Regions from separate parts of the Mus musculus genome. Here region 1 is linked to region 2. Evidence: chromatin contacts called from public Micro-C data. All regions are on one chromosome and are shown on one strand. The core of a region is the stretch at or near the end of the contact, and the rest is flanking DNA. Distances in the headings are between cores, read along the strand shown.

Region 1 (6,528 bases), core at 3,926-6,425, 160 kb after region 2:
CAGGTGCCCTGTGGGTAATATCAGAGTTAAAGTAAAAATAAAACTCTTTATTTACAGAAACAACTTGCGTCCCTAATCTTTCAAGAATCTTTAATAACAAGCTTCAAACAGCTAACATAAGTAATTCTAGTTTAAATCACAGCTTTACTGAGTCTATGTTCAGGTTCTATAAGTAAACAGACTATAAGGTTCCTAAGTGATTCCCAACATATACATGTCTTACTGACAGTCAAAAATAAGATCAACATCTCCAAACCCAGCACCCCACCTACTTCTCTCATGGCTTATTCACCATGTGCTGATAGACTAGCCTTGCTGGCTCTTCCTAGTCAACCATTCTTTTAATGGGCTTGTATCTGAAAACAAGGTGAAATGCTTATTGTCTACTAGCCTCCATCAAAATCTTGACATTTGCTTTCTAGGAAATACATGGGTACCCGTATTTTCCATACCACTCCTTTTCTAACAACAACAAACACAAAAAATAATCCCTCTTTAAGGAATAAATGGTATATCACAGTAATGTACACATTACATAGTAAAACAGAAATCCCATAATATCCACATTTGTGTTGGCTGAACATAATGCACTTGCTACTTCCTCCTTTTTTAATGCCAGTAGCAGGCTACAGGCTATCTCAGAAACACTAGGCTACAACTAGAAGAATATGACTCTAGTTCTAACTCCACCAAGGAAATACTGATATAACTTGAATGCTTTTCCTTCTTCCTCTCCAAAGCGGGGTAGATAAAAGACAAGGAGAGCAAGAAAGGAAAACCATACCAGAAGAGTTAGTTCATCAGCTCTCCCAACACAAAGACCTATAATTAATCACTTTAACCATTTTAATTGTATATGCATAATGTTAGACCAATAGCACCACCATTTTCAGACTTTCAGTATCTCAAACAAACTGTACCAACTAAATAATTTCCAATGTTTAATTAGGCTATTTTGTAGTCATTTACAAATGAAGTGAAGATAGAATAATGAACTCATATAGACACAAGAAAAGGCTCAACAAATTATGAAAATCTGCAATGTCTAATCACAAAACTTCCTGTTTTTTCATCCATACAGACTAAAACATGGAAACTACAGATGCTTTCCCTCTAATCACAAAGGCATGATTACAACAGTATCCACAATAATTGGTAGATTGTCATCTTGCCATCTTCTGATGCTGCTTTTTTTTTTTTTAATGAGACAGGGTTTCACTATATAGTCCTGAGTGGCCTGGAACTCATAATGTAGACCACACTGTTTTCACGAAGATTAGTTTGTCTCTGCCTCCCAAGTGCTAGGGTTAAAGGCAGCCACTGTCAGCCAGGCCAGAGGCAAAAAAAAAAAAAAAAAAAAAAAAACAAAACACACACATATATATATAAAACATGTGTGTGTGTATATATACATATATATATACATACATATATGTGTGTGTGTGTGTGTGTGTGTGTGTATACATATAAAGAAAAGATGTGTTGTCCTGAAATTCTTCAGTAATTAAATACTGCAATGACTTCTAAAACTGACTAAACTGATTTTATAATGGATTATTGCTCAACACACAAAGTACTACAATGTTTCATATAAAAGTTTTATACAGATTTCTCTAAGATCACCTGTATTATAAAAAGATAATGCAGTGGCAGTGTTAAAAAGAGATAAGAGTGACAGTGTTTCTGACACTAATGAGAAAATACTGTTTTTCCACTAAAGTTCCAAGATATTACTTAGTATGTGTCAAAAATAGGATGTTTTCTCAGCAGTACACCATAACAAAATGACGTAGGAACACTTCTAAATGTCATTATTCTACATAACCAGTCAAGACTAATTAGAAAGGTCTATTTCTGACATAGTATAATTTTAATAGCTTTTGTTTGACCTAAATATGTTAATGGTATTACGGAATATGACAATAAAACTTCACCCTCCCCCAAAATAAATAGTATTGGTTTTACAAAAGAATTACACTAAAACTATAAAGAGATGGTGAAAAAATCCTACAAGCAATAATAATTTCTCAAGTTTCAGACCACACAGCATACCATACTACTATCCTACTGATCTATCCATATGGAAAGAACTGCCTAAACAGACAGTAAAGCCCCACTATTCACACCGACACAGAGGAAGACACACAGAGAGAAGTCAGGGAAGGTGATATATTAATTTGCAGTAAAACATATACTATTCAACTTAAAATATAGTCCTTTATTTATGGGTTGCCCTTCCTACTTTTTCAGTGGCTAGTTTTTATTGCCCTTACTAGCCAAATAGAGGGCCAGGAATTTGATTAAGTTCTAAACCTAAATAATAAGAAAACAAGTGTAAAACGACAAATACAAAGAAATTTTATCAAAACTAGGCATTGGGATAGAAGAATAGGAAAAAGCCTTCCGTATAAAATATGCATGAAGGTGAAGGGAGGGCAGACATAGGTGGGCCAGGAAAGGCCTTCCAAGTCAAAGCAAAGAAGACACAGTTTACATTTAGCAGTGAAGAGATTGGGACAGCCAAACGTGTGAACAAGTGCGAGCAGAATACAACTTTACAGGTGTGTCTTACGCAGCTCACTCAGGAAGAGCAGAAGCACCAGGCACAGGGTATTAACAAGGGGACATTTTAATTCTTAAAATGAAAATAAAGCTCCTAAACAGCAACACTACAAAAATTCATCCCTTTACTTCTAAATAATAATTAATAATAATAATAATAATAAAAAGGAAGTTATACAAGATAATTAAGATTTGCAAGGATTCATAAGTCAGCCAATCAGAATCCCAAATTAGTATTAGCTATGTCAATCAGGAATGTGATTTATCCATCCAGTTTCTGTTTGCTTAAAAGTTGTAACAATAAAGTGAGTTAAGATGTGTAATGTATTTTAGGATATAAAGAAGCAAGGTAAAGTAATAACTAAAATTAAGATTATAAAACTTATGGGACTAGAAGTAGCTGCTATTAGACTTCCATAAAGACTTTCATAAAGCTCTTTAGAACTTAACTACTTAGCCTGTAAAGGGCTCTACGTTCAATTCCTTGTACCGTAGAAGTAAAAGGACAACCATTTTTATGTATGAAAACCAGAAGAAGTACATGGAATACTTTAAACTCTTTCATTTACATTATAAAAATTACATGAAGGAAAAAAAAAAAACAAATCCAGGTAGGACACCCTTTGTGTGGCTCTCAACTGTTTAAAATATGTGCTTCAAATACCAAGAACACACTGCCCAACTGAGGCTACACTTGAAGATATCAGACACAATGATTTTGCCAATCGAAGAAACTTTCAACCAGCATTACACACGAACCCAAGATTCCGAGCCTATGCCTTAATAAAAACTCAATGAACTGGGAAGCGAGTCTTTTAAGAAGTACGCCAAACCATTTTAACAAAAATAAATAAATAAATAAATAAATAAATAAATAAAACAAAAATGTGGTGCAGGCACCACACAGCATACAGAGCACACAATTTGTACTTCTTTTCCTTCTCCTGGAATCCAGCGTTGGTTCACTCTACTTCCCCCAAGCAAACTTTATTAGTGCACCCTGACACTGAACTTTCCTATCAGGCCACCTCTTCATTCCAAGGGGTGTGTGTGTGTGTGTGTGTGTGTGTGTGTGTGTCCGTCCTTCACAGACACGTAACTTCATTTCTATACACAGAAGATATTTACACCTTTTGTATTGAACAAGGTCTTGTCCATCACCACGTGAGAAATGCAGAATAACAAGTTGTATCAGTTACCACATCCACTGAATTCCTATCACATTTTTAACAAGAACCCAACCCCCAGGGACTCAGGTTTGATCAACGCTCTCTATCCCACTGCAGCTGCCCTTTCCATTCTATTTCGGACACCAAGGAAGTCCTGGAAATAGAACTGAACCAAAGACGCATAACGGAAAAGTGAGTTTCTTTCCCACTGTATTCCAAGAGTTCTTTTCCAATAGTGCATCCTGTGCCACAGCACACTAATAAGAGGTGGTTTGTGGACTACACTGTGATGGACTACGCGTACAAAAGCCCTAGCATTTCAGCACAATCCACCTCAGGCAGTTTAGCATGTAACCTGCATAGTAAAGTTTCAGTCCAGTTCAGAATTGAGAAATGGGGACTCTGCAGAAAGTGATGGGGGGGGGGGGGTGGAAGTTGAAGGGTTATAAAAGATGTAACCTTCAAAAGCTGTTACCATTCTCAAGCGCTGAATTGGTTAGTAAGTCGTCCTGAAACTATTAGTAACTAGGAGTGACCAAACTCTAGGTCGCATATCTGCACAGAATGTATTGGAAGAACAGTACATTTCCAGGAAAACAGAGGGGGCAGGGGGAACTCTCCCAAGTCGTTCTCCTCGGGTCCTGCCAGGCCTCGAACTGACAGATGCCGGCGTGACTAACTTAAGTAGCACTAAGGCAAATTAAGGCAGGAGAGGGTTTCTCTCCTCCGAGGCTGCTCGGCTCCGGGCTCCAGCCGCCTGACTTCCGGCCTGGGAAGGAAACGTGCAGCCCAGGGCTGAAAGAAACAGGGAACCGGCCAAAGAGGAAGTAGAGCTGGCTGAGCAGCTCGGCAATGCCCGGTAGCTGCTTCCCGAGCTCGTCCGGGAGCGAGGACCGAACGGGGACGGGGACTGGGACGAGCGGGCTGAGAGAGGCTGCCTCGCCCGTGTGCGCGCTCGCCCTTCCGCCCGCTCGCCCGCCGGCCCGCAGCGGACCGAGCCCCAGCCCGCCTCCCTTCCCAGCCCGCGCGCAAGCCGCGGCCGGCGGCTCGGGCCTTCCCTGGCGGCGGGACGGGGCCCAGCGAGGCTGAGGGGAGGCCGGGGAGGGAGCGACGGCTGTGCAGCTGCCCGGGGAGGCTGACGGGGGAGGCGAGGCGCTTTTTCACCGTTAGCATCGTTATGTTATTTTTTTACCTGTAGCGCAGCAGGGCTCCCCAGCTCCTATTCCCTGAATCCTCCTCCCCTCCTTTCTCTCTCTCTCTCTCTCTGTCAGTCTCTCTGTCTCTCTCCTCTCTTTATCTCGCTCTCTCGCTCTCTCTCTCTCTCTCCCCGTCAGTCTGCCGGGCTCTCGTGGAACACGCCGGGCCTGGCCCGACCAGCAAGAGAATGGGGCGGGAGGTGGCGGCGGTGACCAGCGGCCACGTGACCACGCTCCCTCCGTAACGGCGTCCGCCTCCTGCTGCGCGCCCTCCCGGCGCTCCACCTCTAGTAACCCCGCGCGCCCGGGGACCCGTGCGCAGGCGCGCGCCCGGGCCTGGGACGAGCCAGCGGGTGAGCCGCGGGTGACCCGCGCTCTGGGAGCCTGGTGTCTTGGGGGATAGGTCGGGGTGAAGAGGGAAAAGGGGACGCCCGAGACCAATGGAGCTGCCTGGGCCATGCCGATGCGCATGCGCGCGGGGCCTCCCTACAGTGGGAGCCGGCCTTCTGCCACAACCCGAGGTCCCCCACTTGCCACCAGCTTCCCAGGGTGGGACTGGCATCGAGGAGATAAGTCAGGCCTGGGAACGTCCTAAGAATCTGGCACTCCTGCCTCGGATCGCACAATTTCCTTGTCTCCTGTAAATGGCCTTCCCTTCATCCTTGGTCTACAGCTGTACAGACTGATGACAGATAGGTCGTGCCACCCAATTTTGTAGGGACTCACTACCTCTTTGTGAAGACCTTCTTTGTATGAATCCAGAGAGGTGCTGTTTTTTGTTTTGTTTTTTTAGCAACCCCACACCTGTAAAAACACACAGGTTTTATCTTCTCAGACCTCGAATCTAGACTAATGACTAGTCATTAGATAGTTAATCTAATGAATGACAATTTTGGCAAATGACTAGACCCTGGTTTTACCGCCCTATGCCCCTGCTTAATCCTGACTTAAAGTTGCATTTAACCTCCAGCAATGGGAGGCTGGTATTTTCTTCTTCAATAAGAAAGTGGTAAATAGCTCATCTGAGTTGGAGAGAGAGAAAGAGAGATCTCTTATTAATCTGTCTTTACAAATAGCGCAAAAAAAAAAAAAATCAGTTGTTATGTTCAGATTATGGAAACCAAAACAGAGGTCAGAAAGTTAGCTAGCTTCCAAGGAAGGCATACCACACTTAACACAGTGATTCTCTTTTTTCTAATGCCCTTCTCACTGTAGCAGAAATTGAACAGGTTGAATAGAGTAAGCTATTAAAAGTTCTGGCTAAACTCATGATTACATTAGTCTCATGAACAGAATCCTAAGAAATAGGAAGATGCATCATGCTGTATTTGGATATTGCTCTCCCAGCTAGCAATACAGCAGTCAGCCACATGACTGGTATTCTACAATGTATAGTGGACTTTGTTCTCCGGCACCGAAATATCTCACCGCAGACCCTCATCTCCTTCCTGAAGTACTGACTATGCTGGTGTTACTGGGACTGTAGAGGTCCTTCAGTGTGGTCACCAAATGACAGGAGAAATCTCTATCCCCTCTTGGGACGCTTAGTCTCATAAATAGCATAATTTAAGAAGGGACCGAAGGGCAATTTCATTAGAGAT
Region 2 (6,240 bases), core at 2,241-4,740:
ACAAATGAGAATTTTCACAACAATAATAGTTTTAAAATTAGCAATCCAAATCTTCCTAAGACTGAAAAAAACATGCTAAAGTATTTTAATTGTGTTTTTTGGAAATTGATCTTTTTTTTCTCATTTAAGATACAAAGTAAGTGACCTTGAAATATATACTTCCTATGAAAGCTGAAAAGGGTTTGATTTTGTATAAAAATCTTCAAATCCTAGACATGAGTAACACATTTAAGAATATAATCACACTCATTAAAAGAAATGGTAAAATGTTCCTCATACAGATTTCTTTAAAGCATATAAGATAATAATTAAAAATTGAAGTGACTAATAACAAAGAATTAGTAAACACAGAGGTAGTTGTTAGAAAAAAAAAAGTGGAGTGGGGAAAGAACAAATTAAAAGAGACCTGTAACATCTGTGTATCAATTTACCAAGTACTGTTACAAACACAACAAAGCAAATGTTGGCTCACGCTGGAACTTCTTTGTCATCATTAATGTATTCAGGCGTTCACAGCTAAAACTGCTATACTTTGAAAGGGTGTTCAATGAAAGAAAACTCATATTTAACTTTAAAACAAAGCTGTCAGGTTAGTTCAACTAAAATTTCTGTGAGTGTCCAGAATATCTATTCAAAAAACAACCTATCATGGTCTTGATTTATAAATGAAATAAAAGGAGATTGTGTTTAACCAAGTGTACTTATTTTTGTGAAAACGGAGAAATAAACAACTTCGCCAGGAAAGAATTGTATGGCTATTTTCTTTCATTACTTGCTCTGTTTCTCAAATTGATACAAATGATCTCCTTCTGTTTCTGTCTATCTGCTTGCCTTGTCAGGATTGGGGAGATCTCTGTATCTAAATATAAGATGTGCAGTTTGTAACCTGCTTAATTTGCCTTATGTCCTACATGCCCTCAGTATGGTGTTCATTAAAGACTCAGCTGTTTTGTTTCTACCAGTGGCAGCCCAAATATAGCCTTATTTTTCTTTGTTAAAAGGCCAGATTGTGCATAAACATACACCTCATCTGTGTGTGAGTGTGCATGGTGTGCATGTGTTTAAATGGCAAACATTTCCCAAGTTGGTAAATATTTCATCACTTGCCCTCTAACCTAGTATCTGAACAAATGAAGTAGTTGCTTTTTCATAAGAACAATTACTGTTAGTCTTCTGGAAAACTATTATTTGATATATATCTTACCTATAATATATGTAAATATATAATATATAAATATGTCACTTGAGATATAGCAAATACATTATTCTTAAATAATTAAAAATAAACAGAAAATTGTCAAATTTAGTAAATGGTTAGGGAAACTAATCAAAAAAATTTATGAAAAGATTTGTTTTTAATATGGTACTAAGTTTACTTGTGATCTTAATTTTAAAATGAAGTTAAATGTTTATTATTAAATATTATTTAAGTATTAGAGAATTATGCCTGATAATTAAATTAAAATAATTTAACCTATGTGCTAACAAGCATCACCTATGTTTCAATTTGCCATATGATACATACTTATTAAACAAAATTTAATAAGTATTAACTACTATATACACACATAATTGTTTTAAGAAAATAATAATTTTATCCCAAATTCCTCTCAAAATGAAAAAAAAAAAAAGAAAGAAAGAAAGTGGCCCTCTTAGGTAAACATATTGTTCCTATTAGCACTCACTGGGTTTATTTAAAGAACCATATCAATGAGGCTATTTTTCTTTGCAAATATTAATTTCTAAGCCATTTACTGTTTTTGCTTAAAGATATGAAGAGTAAGTGGTACGCAATACCATTTTCTTACAAAATGTCATGGAACATTACTTCTCAGAATGAAACCTGCTGTCATAATTGGTAAACAAAAAACAAGGTTCAATTACAAGACCAAAATCTTAAGTGATTACTCTCTGATGTACTGAGTAAGTAACATAAAGAAAAAGATACAAATGTGAGGTTAGACATAGGAAGGGAGGAAGGAAAGGAAAGGAAAGGAAAGGAAAGGAAAGGAAAGGAAAGGAAAGGAAAGGAAAGGAAAGGAAAGGAAAGGGGAATAGGAAGAAGGAGGGAGGGAGGAAACTACTTTTAAAAATTGGGATATTACTCTAAATCTTACAAAAATGAGAAGAATTCTAAAAAGCACTATTCACAATTGAAAATGAATAAAGTTCACAATGGGCATGGACAAATTCCTAAAAACATGTTAAGTTATTAAAACTGATTCAAGAAGAGATAATAGGAATAGATTTTAAAGAAGAAAATTAAATTAATCGAAATCTTCCCCAAAATAAAAGCATTGGAAAGGACTATTGATGAATTCTACTAAATATTAAGAAGTAATGCTAACTCTTCTTGAATTTTGCTCCAAACTAGAATCACTTCTCTGCATGAACAGCATACCAAACTTGGTAACCAGAAAAACAGAAATATTGCCAGACCTAATGTGTGTGTGTGTCAAAACCAAGGGGTATTTAATTCAGTTACAAAGGTGATTGTCTAAAGAAGTAACTATCAAACTAAAGCATTAACAGAATAAAAGAAAATCTGTATGATCATCTAAGCTGATGCAAAGCAAGTATTGGACATCACCGAATATGCTTCCCTGATTAAAAAAACTATGCAAAAAAAACCAGAAATGGAAGGAAACTTTCTACGTGTTACAAAACTACAACAAACTTCGAGCCAATAGTTAAAAACAAAAATTTAAAAATCAAGACTTCCAAGTTTCTATTCAGTTTTGTAATTTGTTTGTTTGTAGTTGTTGACTCTTTTTGTTTGGTTGGTTCCTTGGTTTGGTTTGGTCTTTGTTCTTAAGACAGAGTTTTTCTGTGTAGCCTTTGCTGTCCTGGAATTTGCTCTGTAGACTACAGATCCATGTGCCTCTGCCTCGGGAGGGCTGGGATCTAAGATGCATGCTGAACTACCTGGCAATAGAGATGGCTGTGCTGGAGAGATAGATAGTTTAGCTGTTTAAAGGCTAAGCTCACAACCAAAAACAAAAAAACAAAACAAAACAAAAAAAAAAACCTCTACCCAATTTTATACTAGAATTTCTAGCCAAATTCACTGGGCAATGGAAAATAAAGCACCAAAAGTTGAAAAAAAAAAAAGTATTTCTAATTATGATAACATAGTTTTAATGAGAAACCACTAAGTACATTAAAAAAAAGACTAATGAATGAGTTCAGCAAAGTTCAACAAAAATTTTAGAGTTTCAATCTGTAAAATTAAGAGAGGATACTAAGGAGCACAATATAGTGATCTATTTTACAAAAGGCTTCTTACTTTATATGAAGAAACATTTCCATTTTGGGATATCCAAATGTTATCAAATAAAGCTGTTGTTTGTTATTGTTTTCTCTTTCTGTCAATCTTCTCTGTCTGTCTCTCTTTTCAATGCTAAAGACAAGTATGCTCTATAGTGCTTGAGCCATGTGTACTCACAATCATAGTGTTTGTACAACTAACAGTTCATCTGTTCACTTCCTGTCCTTGCATTACTTCTGCAAGATTGCATCAATGGTGACTGACGCCTGCCACAGCTGATAATTAGGCTCCTGACTCCGACTGTGCCTTAGTCTCTAGTTTTGAATGATAGTAAATGGCATATATCCAGGCCATCAATGGTGTTTGCTCCATTTCTACTCCCCACATTTTTAAACTTACTATTTTTTTCCTCTTTATTAGTTGGTCTTCAGATGTGTTGACTATCTGGTCATATTACAGAGGAAGCTGCAGGAAGAGACTCCTCTCAGTCTGCCTGATGCCTTAGTACCTAACAGTACCATACAAAAATAAGTTTTTGCTTTTAACTTACCAGTTTTTTCCTTCATTCTTTTATGGATACTGTTTTCAGAGTTTGTCTTAAAAGCTATCATCAAACCCATTTTGACCTAGATATCATGATGTCTTCATTTAGACTTACAATTCAATTTGTATTAACTGTTGTCATCTCAAACGGTATGCAAAGACAGACAGACAGGCACATTCCAAGTTTTCTATGCACATGCACATGGATGGCAACTATTTGCAGTGCTGCTTGCTGAAAAGACTACTCTCTTCTCTAACAAATTTCCTTTTTGCCCTTTTTAAAATTTGGGTGCTACTCTTGGGCTATCTATTCTAGGGTCAGACAGCATCAGTTCTCCAAATCTGTTTGCTTGCAATGATCTGACTACTCTGGGCAAATCTTGAATTTTATGAGAAATCATGTCTGATTGTTGAAAAGTAATTAAATAAATACAGAAGGTCACACTCAAAGGTTTTTGAGGGCTTTCTTTAAGTCAATGCAGGCAACAAGGGATATACTACATAACTGGGAATTACTTCTGAGATGCTGCAGCTCTAACAGGTGAACTGACCTTGACTCCAAAGAAGTAATAAAACCAAAGGACTTTATTTCAAGAAGGTACTAAGCAATTTCTCAGAAGATACAGAGTTCATTAAGAACTCATGCCTTTAATCCTGGGACATAGGAGACAGAAAAAGGTACACATCTAGGAGTTAGAAACCAGGCTGGTCTATATAGAGAGACTCAGGCCAGCCAGAAGTGCATAGTAAGATCCTATTATAAATAAACAATAAATAAGTATAATTTATATTTATTAATAAATATATATTTGTTATATTTCTATCAGAACATCATTGTATATACAATAAACATCATATAATAAAATTTAAATATAGATCAGACCTAAATAAATAATAAAATGGAGCAGCAAGGGGTGGAAGAAAACCGATCTATTATCAATATATTTTTTAATGGGATAGGAAGAAGAGGAAAGGGAGCAGAACAGTGGATGTTGGAGGTGGGACTGATGAAAAGAGAGAAACTAGAAGACAGTCCTGAATCTCACTGAGATGAGATGGAATTAGTTTTTCCACTCTTTATCCTCTGAGCTTCTCACATTTCTTCACTAAATATTTAATACCTAATTATCTTTTATATATGTTCTATTTTAATTTTATATCTTTACAAACATTTTTAACTACTAATAAGCCCCCCCCCAAAAAAGATAGAAACCTAAAGTAACAGAAACTTAGTGAATTGACCAAACTAGGTCAAAGGATTCCCAATTTAAGTTATTATATTGAATAATATGTATCATATCTATTTATAAACTTGCTGCTCTTCCATAGTACCTGAGTTTGCTCCAAGCATCTAGATCAGGTGGCTCACAATTCCCTGTAATAACAAGTTCAAAAAATCTGATACTGTTTTTCTGACCTCCTTAAATATTCACATACATGTAGCATACAAGCACACACATTATAAATAAAAAACAACAGATATTCTCTTAAAAGAGAATTACAGGAGTGGGAAACTACTCTGTCCTTCTGAGAAACTTTTCCAGAATTCAAGACTTAACTCTAAGATAAGAAATTCCCAGATTTGTTGCAGAATTTTCCCTGTCCAATCACATTAGGCAGCAGGAGGCTTGTGACTGGACAGGAGAAGGAGGCAGAGCGAGAATGGAAGGAGACGGAGAGGTATGAGGGGGAGAGGGAGAACCAGAATGCAGGCTGACATTCTATCAAAATGTTAGAAGAAGCCGGGCAGTGGTGGCGCACACCTTTTATCCCAGGACTTGGGAGGCAGAAACAGGCAGATAAGTTCGAGGCCAACTTGGTCTACGGAGTGAGTTCTAGGACAGGCAGGGCTATACAGAGAAACCATGTCTCAAAAAAAAAACCAATAAATAAATACATAAATAAATAAATAAAATGTTAGAATAATTGTGTTAAAGCTTTATCATTATCATTTGGCTCTGAAATTACTATATTGGCCTCTTGTAAATTCTGTTATTATTGATACTTAAATCTGATTGGCTAATTAAGCATTAGAGTCTTGATTCTACCAAGTAATTAGGTGTTGAGATGGCTAACCAAGAGTGTGTGGAGCTTTGGGTAAAAGCAAGAGGAACTCAGGGGACCCATCCAAGATGTGGCCTAACAGGGCTGGCCAGGTGGCAGGCAGAGAGAACAAGCCAGTGAGATCAACTGGTGCAGGGGGCTAGCTCTAGATATTTTCTGGAATACAGATTAGTGTTTAAAACAAAGTACTTTTGAGAACTATTTTTGCTTATTTTATATTATACAAACATATAAATTTTCTGTCATTAACATAATTAATTGTGAGTGATTTTCTTATATTCAAAATTTCAAATATTAAAGCAATATTAAGAAGGAAAAACTGAAGTGAACACTACTAAAGCTGTTCAGGAGACACGTTCCCTTCC

The links. A called contact is a pair of places that touch in the nucleus more often than the background predicts.
Region 1: a contact with region 2 is called in a Micro-C map of the G1E-ER4 cell line. The contact joins the promoter of Tbc1d5 here to the enhancer-like site in region 2. A contact is called at or near these places in 7 of 39 promoter capture datasets (the C10 cell line, the HPC-7 cell line, liver and 2 more), 2 of 484 Hi-C or Micro-C datasets (B cells and the G1E-ER4 cell line), 2 of 115 datasets of contacts at active chromatin or transcription factors (bone marrow-derived macrophages and cardiomyocytes) and 1 of 9 other capture datasets (adipose tissue).

Annotation. Positions count from the first base shown.
Region 1 is chr17:51,174,177-51,180,704 of GRCm38.p6, forward strand. It overlaps Tbc1d5 (TBC1 domain family, member 5), which reads right to left and starts at 5,176. Exons shown (of 22, transcript NM_028162.4): 1 at 4,924-5,176.
Region 2 is chr17:51,013,056-51,019,295 of GRCm38.p6, forward strand. The region is part of intron 3 of Tbc1d5 (TBC1 domain family, member 5); the gene reads right to left. Among named protein-coding and RNA genes, the nearest start is that of Gm31083, 140 kb to the left of the region's middle. Within about 2 kb of position 3,491, at least 3 of the 459 cell types and tissues checked have an H3K27ac peak or open chromatin away from gene starts, as enhancers often do. A contact at or near this core is called in the G1E-ER4 cell line and the HPC-7 cell line, where this site is marked.